Regions from separate parts of the Zea mays genome. Here region 2 is linked to region 1. The links are chromatin contacts, called in public Hi-C maps. All regions are on one chromosome and are shown on one strand. The core of a region is the stretch at or near the end of the contact, and the rest is flanking DNA. Distances in the headings are between cores, read along the strand shown.

What was found. Hi-C and Micro-C count contacts between places; a contact is called where the count stands out from the background.
Region 2: a contact with region 1 is called in a Hi-C map of leaf, with 4 times the contacts expected there. The contact joins the promoter of LOC103627102 here to the enhancer-like site in region 1. A contact is called at or near these places in 3 of 25 Hi-C or Micro-C datasets (all in leaf).

Annotation. Positions count from the first base shown.
Region 1 is chr5:158,541,336-158,548,264 of Zm-B73-REFERENCE-NAM-5.0, reverse strand. No RefSeq gene overlaps it. Among protein-coding and RNA genes, the nearest start is that of LOC100381466, 63 kb to the right of the region's middle. Within about 2 kb of position 3,309, at least 14 of the 20 cell types and tissues checked have an H3K27ac peak or open chromatin away from gene starts, as enhancers often do. A contact at or near this core is called in leaf, where this site is marked.
Region 2 is chr5:158,655,865-158,662,853 of Zm-B73-REFERENCE-NAM-5.0, reverse strand. It overlaps LOC103627102 (protein CYTOKININ-RESPONSIVE GATA TRANSCRIPTION FACTOR 1), which reads right to left and starts at 3,904. Exons shown (of 3, transcript XM_008647422.3): 1 at 3,449-3,904; 2 at 2,886-3,302; 3 at 1,777-2,673. The coding sequence starts at 3,673. The coding sequence ends at 2,191. LOC111589424 (small nucleolar RNA Z247) reads left to right here and starts at 5,016; the gene lies at 5,016-5,155.

The DNA.
Region 1 (6,929 bases), core at 2,060-4,559:
AGACACTTGTGGTTTATCTAAGGCATGGTGGGGGGCAGCAGTCCTGACTTCATGTCATGTTCTGAATAGAATTCATATGGGCAAAGAAGAGAAAACCCCTTATGAGAAGTGGGTTGGGAGCAGTGACGGTCCTGACAAATTAGAGGCCCGGGGCCAGACTTAATATAGGGGTCTTACTATAATAATATATATAATACATATTGGTAATAAACATTTAAAAATACATCAAAAAATTATTCATCGTAAGAAAAAAATACAAATATGTGATTACCTTAAAATTGTCTTCTAACATGTCTCGAAGCGAAGTCATTGATGATAGCATCAGTATCAATTTCATATAATAATATTTTCTTGATGCATAAAATAGCCAAACCATTTAGTCTTTATTGAGACATTTTGGACCTCAAATAATTATTCAACAACTTCAACTTTGAAAAACTTCTTTCAGCTGATGCAACGGTCATGGGCACAGTAAATAAAAGTCGATAAGCAATAGCAGTATTAGGATAAGAATCCACTTCTCTAACATACTCAAAAATATCCATGGCAGACATTGGTTTATCTATTAAAGTCAACTGCAAAACACTAAACTCTAAAATTAGATCATTTAGATCAACATCTGATGAGCCATCAAAAGAGAAAGTGTTTGCAAATTTGGTGCAACATTCTCTTAGTTCAATAGTATCCAATGACTTCAAGGTTATGGAGTCCATAAAAAATCCAAATATGTCTTTGAATAATTGGAGTTCTTCAAATCTACTTTTCAATGAACTAATTGCAATACCAACCATGACCAAAAAATAACTAACTTCGAAAGCTTTTTCAGCTTCAAGATTTGCTTCCTCACAATCAGTTTCATCATATTGTTTCTTCCTCTTAGCATGACGTTTCACTAGAAATGATGGCTCTACACCCAATTCAGATGCAATCTCTTTGGCAATGATCAAACTAGAAGCAAATCCATTATTTCTATAGTTCTGAAACTAATTCACTGTATCTTCTATTCTCATTAATGTAGCATCAATGCACATGGATGAGGATTGCAACTGCTTGCTCACTTTGTTTACTGTAAATAAAATATCATACCAAATAACCATACCAAGTATAAAATCAAAGGTACCAAGAAGATCAAATAATTTTTTTGCATCACTTTTATCCTTTGGTTCGGTATCCTTATCGGTACTCAACTGAAGCAAAGCTGACCTTATCTGAGGAGCTTGAAATCTTATTGCTTTGACACTTTTAATCCGACTCTCCCAACGAGTATTGCACCATGACTTCGCAGTTAAGCTTTCAACATGATCCTTCAAAACATCCCATCTTTTAGTAGAACTAGAGAACAATGTATATACTCGATGCACAATCCCAAAAAATGAAATAGCTTTGCCACAAGATTTAGCCATGTCACAAAGTGCAAGATTAAGACTATGACAAGCACATGGCATAAATAAAGCTCTTGGATTTATATCAAGCAGTGGTCTTTGCACGCCCTTGTGCTTTCCTTTCATGTTAGATCCATTATCATAACTTTGACCCCGAACATCTTCAATATTTAGGCCACGGGACTTAATGGAATCAAGTAATGAATTAAAAAGTCCCTCACCGGATGTATCATCTACCTTCATTAAACCCAAAAAATACTCCTCAACTTTATGAGTAGACATATTAACACATCAGATCAACAAACTCATTTGTTCTTGATGACTAACATCAGGGGTACAATCAAGGATAACTGAAAAATATTTGGCCTCTTTAACAGTGTTTATGATAGATTTAGTGATGTCAGAAGCCAAAAGAGAAATAAATTCATTCTGAATTTTATGACTAAGATAGTGATAATGAATCTCATTGTTTTGAATATGTCTGAGGTGATCTTGCATAACCAAATCAAATTCAGCAATCATCTCAACACAAGCTAAGAAATTACCATTTTGATCATTGTAAAGTTTCTCACTTGGTCCTCTAAAAGCTAAATTCCGCTTACCAAGAAATTTCACAACAGCAATTATTCTTTGTAAAACTTGCCTGATACGCTCTTTCTCCTTTGTGATTTGCTGCTGAATGTTTTTGTCAATTGTTTCATGCTTATCAAGCCTCACCCTCAGTTCATTCCAAGGGTTCATGCTTGTAATATGTTTTATACTAGCCTCATGTTCTTTCAACCTCTCATTAATATTCCTCCAATCTCTGAACCCCTCATAACCCAATGAACTGTTGCAGTTTTCTGTATTGAAAAGCTTGCATGAAAAACAAAACACTCTATCAACGTGTTTGGAATCTACCAACCACTTTCTATCATAAACTTCTCCATTGCTCATCTTTCTAGAGTAATGAGTATATGAAAAATGTCTGCCATTGGTATCCAAAGGAAATTCAATATTTTCATCTCTGATGGATCCCTTCTCTACTAATATGTCCTTTGACTTGTTATCAAGATTATCCCAATTTATTGAATCATAGATATCCTCAGTAAAAACAGGTTGTTCATCAACACTAGCATTTTCTGTAGGAGGTGAATTAACCATAGGCTCATGATCAATTTTTTCTTCTGGTGTAAAGCCCTGATCTTCTAGCTAATTATCAGGTTGCTCCTCTATAGCAACTATAGCCATCTCATTTTGATTCCTTGAAGTTCTTGAATTACTAGAAAAAAAATTTGTCCATAGCTCCTCTCCGCGTTTCTATGAACTTATTTGCTCGTTTCTTCCTCTTCGTTTTCTCAGAACCAGATGGATACTTTCTAGATGACAAGACTATATGCCGAAATTAAAAACAGAATTATGAATTGAAGTTATCGCTTAGTTACAAGAATAAACTTAAAGAATTATTACCGATTATGGAATACAGAAATTTCGAAGCAACGTCACGTCACCACGTCGTCTTCTGGGATAACATTAGAAAATGTCACGTCGTTAGAAGGAGGAGGTTGCCGCCCTCGCAGGCCACGAGCATGAAGTAGGGGAAGAGTGTGGTGGAGCACAGGCTACGCAGCAGGGCCGCCAGGGCGCCGTGCATGTCCGGCCGCCGGCTGGCGACATCAAGGATGGAGGCGTGAGTCTTGGAGGTGGTGGCGGCAGCCCCGACCTGCTGCTACGAGACACCGAGGCATCGAGGCAAGACCGAGACACAGGTAGCCAGGTATGGGCGTACGACCCGACAGGAAGACAGGAGGAAGGACTCGAAGGCCGAAGCGACGAACGGATCAGGACGAAGCGTTTCCGTGATGCAGTTTGCTAGTTTCTACTCCTGGCGGTTCCGTACTTCCATGATCTGCTCGACTGCTCTGCTCCTTGTCGTTTTGTTCCGACTGCTCTGCTCCTTGGTGTCAGGGGTGGGGCCCATCATTCCGGGGGGCCCAGGGCGACCCCCCCCTTAGGGTCGTCGCTAGTTTGGAGAAAACCATCACTTTCATACTTGCGCACTTGGGGTGCATGGCGAAAGTCAATGTACCAGTTAATAAAAAGCGCAAGTTTGGACCAAGGACAGTGGATTGTGTCTTTCTGGGATATGCTTCGTGTAGCATAGCGTATAGATTTTTAGTAGTTAAATCTGAAGTTCTTGATGTATATGTTGATACTATTGTGGAATCACGTGATGCTACTTTCTTTGAACACATATTTCCAATGAAAGACATTCATAGAAATTCTAGATACTCTTCTGAGATAACTCCTAAACATAGTACACCTGTTGAGAGTTCTGAACAGCCACATGAAATTGTCCTAGAGGAGGATAACAATGATGCTCCTAAAAGGAGCAAGAGACAAAGGGTTGAAAAATCCTTTGGTGATGATTTCATTGTGTACCTTGTGGACGATACTCCTACTACCATTATGGAAGCATTTGCATCTCCAGATGCAGATGATTGGAAAGAAGCAGTTCATAATGAGATGGACTCTATTCTTTCAAATGGTACGTGGGAAGTCACTAATCGACCCTATGGCTGTAAACATGTGGGTTGTAAGTGGGTGTTTAAAAAGAAGCTCAAGCCTGATGGTACAATTGAGAAGTACAAGGCTAGGCTTGTGGCTAAAGGCTATACTCAGAAAGAAGGAGAAGACTTCTTTGATACTTACTCACCTGTTGCTAGAATGACTACTATTCAAGTACTACTTTCTTGGCTGCCTCGTATGGTCTCCTTGTCCATCAGATGGATGTAAAGACAACTTTTCTTAATGGAGAGCTGGACGAGGAAATCTATATGGAACAACCTGATGGATTTTTAGTAAAGGGTCAAGAAAGCAAGGTGTGCAAGTTATTGAAATCTTTGTATGGTCTGAAGCAAGCACCAAAGCAGTGGCATGAGAAGTTTGACACGACTCTAACGTCTACAGGCTTTGCCATTAATGAGGCAGACAAGTGTGTATATTATCGATGTGGTGGGGGCGAAGGAGTTATATTGTGCTTATATGTTGATGATATATTGATATTTGGCACAAACATTGATGTGATCAATGAAGTCAAGTCTTTTCTATCAAAGAGTTTTGATATGAAAGATCTTAGAGAAGCTGATGTGATTCTAAACATCAAGCTGATTAAGGCAGATGGTGGGATTACTCTCTCGCAATCTCACTATGTTGAAAAGGTTTTGAAGCGATTTGGCTTCTTTGATTGCAAACCTTCTCCAACACCTTATGATCCTAGTGTGACACTGCGAAAGAACAAGAGAATTGGTTTAGACCAATTAAGATATTCTCAGATCGTCGGTTCACTCATGTATCTTGCTAGTGCAACATGGCCTAATATTTCGTTTGTTGTGAGCAAATTGAGTAGGTTCATGTCAAACCCTAGGACTGGTCATTGGCATGCACTTGAGCGGGTTATGCGCTACTTGCACGGTACAATGAGCTATGGAATTCACTATTCTAGTCAGCATGTAGTACTTGAAAGATATAGTGATTCAAACTGGATATCTGATGTAGATGAGCTTTATGCCACCAGTGGTTATGTCTTTACTATTGGCGGAGGTGCGGTATCATGGAGGTCATGCAAGCAGACTATCTTGACGAGGTCAACCATGGAAGCCGAGCTAGCTGCACTGACACAGCAATTGTTGAGGCAGAATGGTTGCGTGAACTCTTGATGGACTTGTCGGTGGTTGAGAAACCAATACCGGCTATCCTTATGAACTGTGACAATCAGACAATGATTGCTAAAGTGACAAGTTATAAGGATAATGGGAAGTCATCAAGACATGTCAAAAGACGATTGAAGTCTGTTAGAAAGTTGAGAAACTCCAGAGTTATAAGTGTGACTTATATTTCAACAGATAAAAATCTGGCAGATCCTTTTTACAAAGGAACTACCATGTAATGTGATAGAAATCACATCGAGAGAGATGGGTATGAGACCCATATAAGTTGCCATGGTGGAAACCCAATCTATGTGATCGGAGATCCCGTGAATTAGGTCCTGGGAAGAATAAGCCATTAGTGAACTGAGGAGAGTAACCTTTGACCCTCTCTAAGTAAAGATGCAATACTCTCAAATGCTGTAAGGCAGGTTGGCTTTGTGCCTTAATGTGTTTTGTTGGCTTTTATTAGCGAAGATGTTGTCCTTTAGAACATTCTTGAAAGAACACACCTATATGAGTTAGACTGTCTAACATCGCAGTATATGAGATCTGGGTGATCTCTAGTAAACTCATGAAGAGACCTTGGAGTACGGCGTATATGCTCCACCCAAGAAGGTGACTACTGGTAGCCAGGTACTGGTTATGGCTTTAAGTGAAACCCATTCACACAAAACTTGCAATTCAAGGCATAGTCCATTGTCCAAGTTGTGGGTTGGTGTAGCTTGGAGTTCTAGGTGGAAGTTCAACTTAACAGTCTCCACTGAAATACTAGTATATTAAACAGTAGTGAACAGTGGTAAAACTGCAGATGGGCATTTGATCTGGTGAGGGATTGTTGGATTTATGGGCTAGGCCCAATTGAGAAATTCAATTAAATCCTAGAAAAAACTCAAAAGCCCATGTATGGGTATGGCTAGGGAATGGTGGAACAATTAGTACCATATTGCTAGTCCAAGTGGAGTGGAACTAGTTTAAATATGGAGGCTACACTCACTCACCAAGTCATGGATGAGAGGAGAGAGTGTGGAGAACCACACGCGCGTGCGCTCGCTCGCCTGGCTGGGCCAGGCCGAAGGGCGCGGGCGCACGACATGCACGTGAATGGTCCACCGAAATCCGGCCCCTCACCTTGCGGGGGTGCAGCTTCCTTTTGCCGTTTTATTTTTTGGTTGCTTGGCTGATAAGTTTAGAGTTGTTGGTTCATGGATTACGTGCAGATCGGATCGCGGATCGTTATCGGTTCACGGACTCGGCCATATATAAGGCGCCTGGCAGCCAGCGTCAAACCCATCCCCAACACAAGTTAGGTTTTCGCCTCTACTCATAACTGCGTCTCCATTGTAGTTCTCTTCATCCCGACCACCGACGTGCATCTGCGTTCGGGAGAGCAGGTCTCTGGAACCCTTTGCCTTCGAGATCCTACACCGGGAGAGGGCGAATAAGGTTTTTGGGAAGCGTCCTCACATGAATGCTCGCGATCTTGTCGTCGACCCTGCTGCTTCGACGTCATCGGCCCCACTTGAAAGGGAAATAGGGTTAACCATTTCCTATAATTAATTTTGGTGGTTGACGACCAACGCGAACACGTGGACTAACTAGTTTGTCTAGAATTCATGTATTACAGGTGCATTAGGTTCAACACAAACCAAGAAAGAAAACAAATTAGGGACACAATTAAAAATGGAGTAAGACCTAGAGTGCTGAAAAATGGCGCACCGGATAGTGTCCGGTGCACTAGGGCCGTACAACAAATGAACCAGTCACTCTCGGGAATTTGGAGACGCGCTCCGCTATAATTCACCGGACTGTCCGGTGAGCCAGCGGAGCAACGTCTCTCTGCGCAACAACAGTCACCTGC
Region 2 (6,989 bases), core at 2,655-5,154, 110 kb before region 1:
ATGGCCACAAAGACAGAAAATAAAACAACAATTGTGCAGCTCTCTGCAAGTATGGTAGACAGTCCAGCTATAAAAGCCGAATCATTCGCACAGGACGCGGACCGTCCGACCCCTGAGGCCGGACCGTCCGCACTACACCAGGACACCTCCAACGACGTACCGACACCCATGGATGAAGACGACCTACAAGGAGAAGACCTGGTTGACTATGGAGCTACGCTAGAACACTAAGAAAATTAGGAAAGCAAGATGACGAATTGGTCAGGACCAGTATGACGCTCGACAGTGTTGGGATTGACAGTTCGATCAGAGCTAAACAGGTCACGTCCGTTGGGTTAACCATCGTGACCAAGACCCTTGCGCACCATCCTAGTAGGTGGCAAGATGCCCAAGAAAGCCGATGTGATCACATCAGGTTAGTTGCTTTTGGTTCACTCAGCTCCTCCAAAAGGCAGGGGGCATATGTTGAGCACTGAATTGAGCCTCGCGGACGGTCCGCGCGTGCGTAGAGCATATTAGGGTTCCGAGTTTTGTGCTACGATTGTTAGCAAAATTCGCTGAATTAGCTCAGGAGATTAGTTTGTAAAGGGTCCAGCCCCCTCCTCTATAAATACAGAGGTATACGACCGATTTGTAATTATCAATCGAATCAATAACACTTCTATTTCGTATTTATTTTCTGTACAATTAGGAGTAGTTCTAGTTAGTTATAGTTTAGCCTCTCGATTCCTAAATTCTCCGCTTCTCTTCGACTCTACGTCGATTAGAGGAGTCTAGGTCGGCCTGCCCGAGCCTAGACAACTCCTAGGATCTCTCCTCCCCGACGGGGTCCCTCCCGGGAGCGAGATCCAGGCGCCGTCGGCGATCTTCCGCCGCCCCTGCGCACGCGCGGACCGTTCGGCCCTAGGGCGCGGACCGTCCGGCCGTCAGGCAGGAAAACCTAGCCTCGCGCCAGGCTGCGGACCGTCCGCCCCTATGCAGAGAGCACCGCCGCTAGTTCGTGTTGAGTGATTGGCGCTCTAAAAAGACGTCAACACATTCATACGTAGATATACATTGTGTTTAGATGTATGGTAAAATCAATGTATCTAGCTAGAGAAATCAACGTCTTAGTGCATGTGCAACCCAGAATTCGTTTAGATTGTTTTTTAAGAGATTGCATAAAAAATAAACCTAGAGCCCTGTATATCGTAAATTTAGTACAGATAGTCATGTAAAGACAGGCTCTTCACAAATTAAAGATCCCACATCTTTTAATGTTTTCCCTCTTACCCTTAGAGACCCTAAGTAACAGGGTGTGTACATGCCCTACAATTTAGAATGGCGGACATAAATGATTGATAAGAGGTATTATTAGTTACTTGATTCTAGTTTATTGAAACAAACAAGACTTAATTGAGGAGATGTCTGTTGCAATTTAAATGTACTGTACTATACACGTACGATTGGATGAGGGGCTTTTTAGTTTCTTTTTTCCTTGGCACTGAACCACGTAATGTGTGTGAATGTATATATATAATAAGTAAGCAGTAAAAATGGCAAGAAGCTGAAGTGGACAATTGTTTCCAAACACCAATGCATGCACCAGTCGTCCCACATAGTAGCTGACACGCATGATAAAAGAGAATGTTTATTGCAAAAAAAAGTGAGAGCATGTAGGGTACCTGGCAGGAAGTAGCCAGAGGGATCCTATTCCTGTCTCAGCTCAGTAGCAGCTGACATACACTACACAAATGTAACAGTGAAAAAACGCCACAACCATGCAACACCCCTCGATCACTGTATATCCTCAATATTTTTATTTAGCTCCGATGATCCAGTACAACATATATAAGTAATACAAATTATGGAACAAAGAAAGTTACATAGCATATAGTGGACTTGAATATATAATTAGCCGAAGAACTGAAAAAGGGTGAAATTAAAAGGCTCACTCTTATGGTAGAAAATGACTAATTCCTGGCTAGCGAGAGTTTTTCGCATAATTATTGTCGTCCGCCTTGGACATGTGATCACTCTATATATCTCCTGGCGATCTCCTTCCTCTTCCGGTCTCAACACAAAATCAAACAAAAGAACACAAGCGATATTAAGATATGGTAGATGTAGCTAGGGTACTTTTTAGGTGCAGAATCAGGTTGCACTTGCTAGCGACGGATTTCTCAGCAGGTAGAAGCTAGCCATATATAGCTAGCTGCGGACGAGACCACAGGACAGGGTCATGAGCAGCATGGCGGCGTCGGTGATCTCGTCGGCCGGGAAAGCAGCATGAAACGACGACACCGCCGAGGGAGGAGGAGTGGCGATCTCGCTCTGATCCAGACTCCTCATCGCGGCGGCAGGGGCAACAACCTGCTTGTCGCCGGAGACGTGATCCGCTTGATCCTTGGTACTCCGAGCAGCTGCGGCCTCTGGCGTCGCCGTGGCTGCCGCTGCACCGGCAGCGTGATCGACAACCACCATCTTGCACCGCTTCTTGAACGGCAGCGACCGGTCGGCGGCGTCCGACCTCTTCTCCTTCCTGGCCGGCTTCGGCTTCGGCTGCTGCTGGGTGGCAACGCCGCTCACCGCTTGTGGAGGCGCGCCTCCGTTGCTGGCAGCAGCTGCCGCGGCCGCGGCCACCATCGCCCGCCTCGCCTTCCTTTGCCTTATGCCACATGCGTTGCAGAGAGACTGTGTGCAGCATGCAAAAGGCACAACACACACATTAATATCAAGAGGGAATATATTAGCCCATGAATTAGTGAGTGTTAATTAATATATATAGGGGATGTGACCACCACAAGGACCACTCCTCCACTACTACTGCAGGTGCAGGTTGCGCAACTTGCGCCGCTGAGCTAGAACCTCAAACGAACGCGCAGATCAGGGCGTTTCCCAATTACTTGGTAATTCACCTTGGGGCCACGAGGACCACTCCTCCACAAGGGGGTCTTTGTGGTGTTGCAGTCGGAGCACACTCTAACGACGACGCCCATAGCCTGCTGCTGCATCGTCAGTAGCTGGCTCTCGTCTTGGTGCGCTTGGGCTCTTCTCCTTGGCTTTCTTGCAGCTCCACCCTCGGGATACTCGCTCGTCGCCTTGCGCATGATCTTCATCTTCGCCGGCGGTGACGACGAGGACGACGACACTGTCCAGCCGCCGCCGCTCAATCCTTCCGTGCGCTGGTTCTCCACTATATCATATGGATCATACGCAGATGGCTGGATCATATCACCATCGATGCTTTGGATAGTCTGCCCGAACGGCGATGGCCGCCTAGGGAAGACTTCTGACCCACTTATCATCGTCCGATCGGTGAACTGATGATTGACAAATAAAAAACGACAAAGGAAGTGAGGAACACCTATATAATAATATGCAAAGATATAAAATCTACGTAGTAGCTTTCCTTGGATGCACGCATATATATGCATCTCTATAGCAAATTAAGCTGTGATCCCCTAACCTGTTGAGTAGATTCAGACAAGACATGCTGCCCCAAGTGCTGATCACCATAGCTGCTTTGCCCTTGGAGCTGATCTACATGGACGGGGCTGGTGATCATGAACGGGAACAAGATTGGAGGGTCCTTTGCGACATGGAAGGTCGACGCCGGAAAGAGTCCCTGATCCTGCTCTCCCTCCATTAGACGGAGAGTACGCGGCAGTTGGGTCATGAAGACGGTAGACATGTACTACGAGAGAGAAGAGAGCTAGAGAGAGAGAGAGAGAGAGAGAGAGAGAGAGAGAGAGAGAGAGAGCTATAACTAGAGAAGTAGCTAGCAAGGAAGAGATGAAAGAGATCAGGGATGATGCATGCATATAATAAGCCTCAAGGAGACGATGGAGAGGAGATGTGCAGTTGAAGGGGCAATTTACAAGGGCCCAGGGTGATCACGGAATGTGTGGAGAGGGGCTTGTCCTTTTTATAAACAGACGCAGGGTGGAGGAGCAACAGATGCTATCAGTCTCTCTCTAGCTAGGGCCCTAGGGGATTTAGAGAGGTGTGATGTGTGATCCCCTTTCCTAGAGCGTGAGAAAGAGAGTGGCCACAGACAGCACACCAGCACAGTGCACACAGAAGGGAGATGAGGAACCAAAGGAACAGTGCAACAAACACATCGCACACAGTACTATCGATGCAAAACATTCAGTCCCAAATCGAGAAGACAACAAAGATGTGAATATGTGATGCAACTCCACCTTGTGGCCCCCACCAAGCTAGTACAGATATGTCATGCAATGATTATTTAGTTAAACATAGAAGATTATGTCTATTATTAGTAGGAGTTCTGTGTCCTAAAATTGTGTCTCCTGTCTGTTAAACATATAAGGTTATCTCTATTATTACTAGGAGAGTTCTACGTTTTGCATCTGCCTTACTACGATTCCTAGCTTTTCATGTATGTGTACCACTATATAAACATGAGGTCGTGACCGTGGAGGACATCGTGTCATTCAGTCTATCATGGTAATTGAGCTAGAGAACTCCTAGATATCCACCCTTACTTCTTCCTCCACCTCCTCTACCTCCACCATGTCCACCACAACCATATCCATCCAGTCCACCATCTTTGTGTCTATCACAATTCACCATTGTTGTCACTGTCCGGCTCATCATGACTAACAATCTCATCTGTCACACATAGCTTCTATCATATCTCCGAAGCACCAAGCTCCTTGGTTACCTAGATGGAACCCCTCCTGCACCGTTAAGATGGTGTCCTCTTCCATGGCAGCTAGCACCGAAAGCATCTCCAACATGGTGTATGACCGTTGGTATGATCAGGACCGGCGGGTCCTTAGCGGCCTCCTCTCCTCCATGTCTGAGGAAGTTCTTTGCGATGTTGTTGACGCCACATTATCAAAGGAGGTCTAGGACTCCCTTCCATGCAAGTGTTTGCATCTTCTACCAAGGCCCACACGGTTTAGATCCATGTTTAACTCGCCACAATAAAGTAACGATATCTATCTGCCGCTAACTACTTTCACAAGATAAAGGGTCTCATCTTTGATCTTGTCATTGTTGGTGCTCCTCTCCGTTATGACAATGTGGTCACCTACCTCTTCACCAGTCTTGGATCAGAATATGATCCTTTTGTCTATTCAATGATGACCAAGAGCGATCATCTCTCGCTTTATGATGTGTACACGCACTTTATGACATTTGAAGCTCACCAATTGCAACATTAGGTGTCACTCCAACTCAACAGTGGGTTCTCGTTGAGCTATGATGGTCGTGGGGGGGGGGGGGGGGTCTTCATGTGGTCGTGGTCATGGTAACAGTGGTCATAGTCGCTCCCACAGGGATGTGCCACATAGCCCTACTAATTCTTGTAGAGATCTTGCAACAACTCTTCTCGACCTATGTGTTAGTTTGTGGTAAATAAAACCACATTGTTATTTGTTGTTGGCATCACATGGATGAGTGCTATTAGAACCATAATCCATCTGTGGCCCTAGCATCTACATCATACAAGGTGGAGCCCAACTGGCACAAAGATACATGCACCACAGACCATATCGCCAACAGTCTTGATCGGTTTGCTATGCGCAAATGCTATCATAGTAGTGAACACGTTCAATTCGACAACAGTGCATATTTTACAAACTCGTTATTCCACAAATAATATTGTTGCTCGACTTCTTATTTTGCGTAATTTTTACATCCGCATAACATTAACAAACACTTTCTCTTTGTTCATAAATTCTTGTATGATAGTTATATTTATTTTGAATTTCATGTATGACATTTTTCTATAAAAGATCCATTAACACATAAAAGTCTTTTTGAGGGGTCATGTGAAGGTGGTTTATACCCTCTCAAACTATTGATATTATCACCCTCAAACTAGCCCTAATTGGTTGATCACAAGTTGTTTAGTTGATTTTGCATTTTAATAATATTTCATGTCCTAAAGAGTCAAAGTCATCCACTCGAACTCCTATCAAATGGCTAAAAGTCATCAATTGTCCTATGATACTTCCATTCATCATTCTATGTCTCCTTTGGATCTTATTTTTTCTAATGTTTGGGGGTCCTATGCCTTTGATTGTTGGGGATTCAAATACTACATTAGTTTTATTGATGATTTTAACAAATTTGCTTGGATTTATCTTATGCATGACCAATCTTAAGCACCTCACATATTCTTGTAGTTACAAACACATGTAGAACATCTTCTAAGTGACAAAATTAAATGTATTCATTCTGACTATGGTGGTGATATTAGAAAATTCATGCCTTCAATCGGTCCATGGGCAATGATCATCAGATCTTATACCCTCACACCCATCAACAAAATGGGTCACTTAAGCGAAAACAATGTCACATTATCAAGATGCTCTTCCAGTCCATGCCTCTATGTCCATTAGATTTTGGGATGAAAGTTTTGTCATTGTCACTTATCTCATTAATCGTCATGTGTCATCGATGACAAACGTCCTCTAGAGCATCTCTTTAATTACCTCCAAATTGTTTGTTCTCAAGTTTTTTGAATGTGCTTGTTGGCCTCATCTCTATCCCTATAACAAAAATAAACTTTATTTTTGTTCAAAAGAACGTGTTTTCTTGGGTATATTTCCTTGCACAAAGGATACAAATTCCTTGATCGTGATTCTGGTCGTGTCTATATTTCTAGGTACATAATGTATGTGATTATCCTTTCTATTGTTCATCCTCTATATCTTCTCCAAGTGCCAACTAATCATGTTTACTCTACATTACACATAATTAGTTTGGATAGCAGTTGCACTAATTGTGGTTATGATTGTATGCAATTATATGTTGCTGCTAACTTGTTTCCTACCAAAGCTCTAACTCTAGAGTCAGTGTGCGACCTCCCCAATAATGTGTGGCACAAAGCAGTCTTGTAGGCTTTGACAATGTCTGCCTCTTCTCGGACAAGTGAACTCGCACCCACATATGTGGGTCTTGTTGTGCTGGTAGACCTTGTCCTATCCTTTAGGCCCACCTCTATGCTTCATGCCCACCAATCCACAGATGAG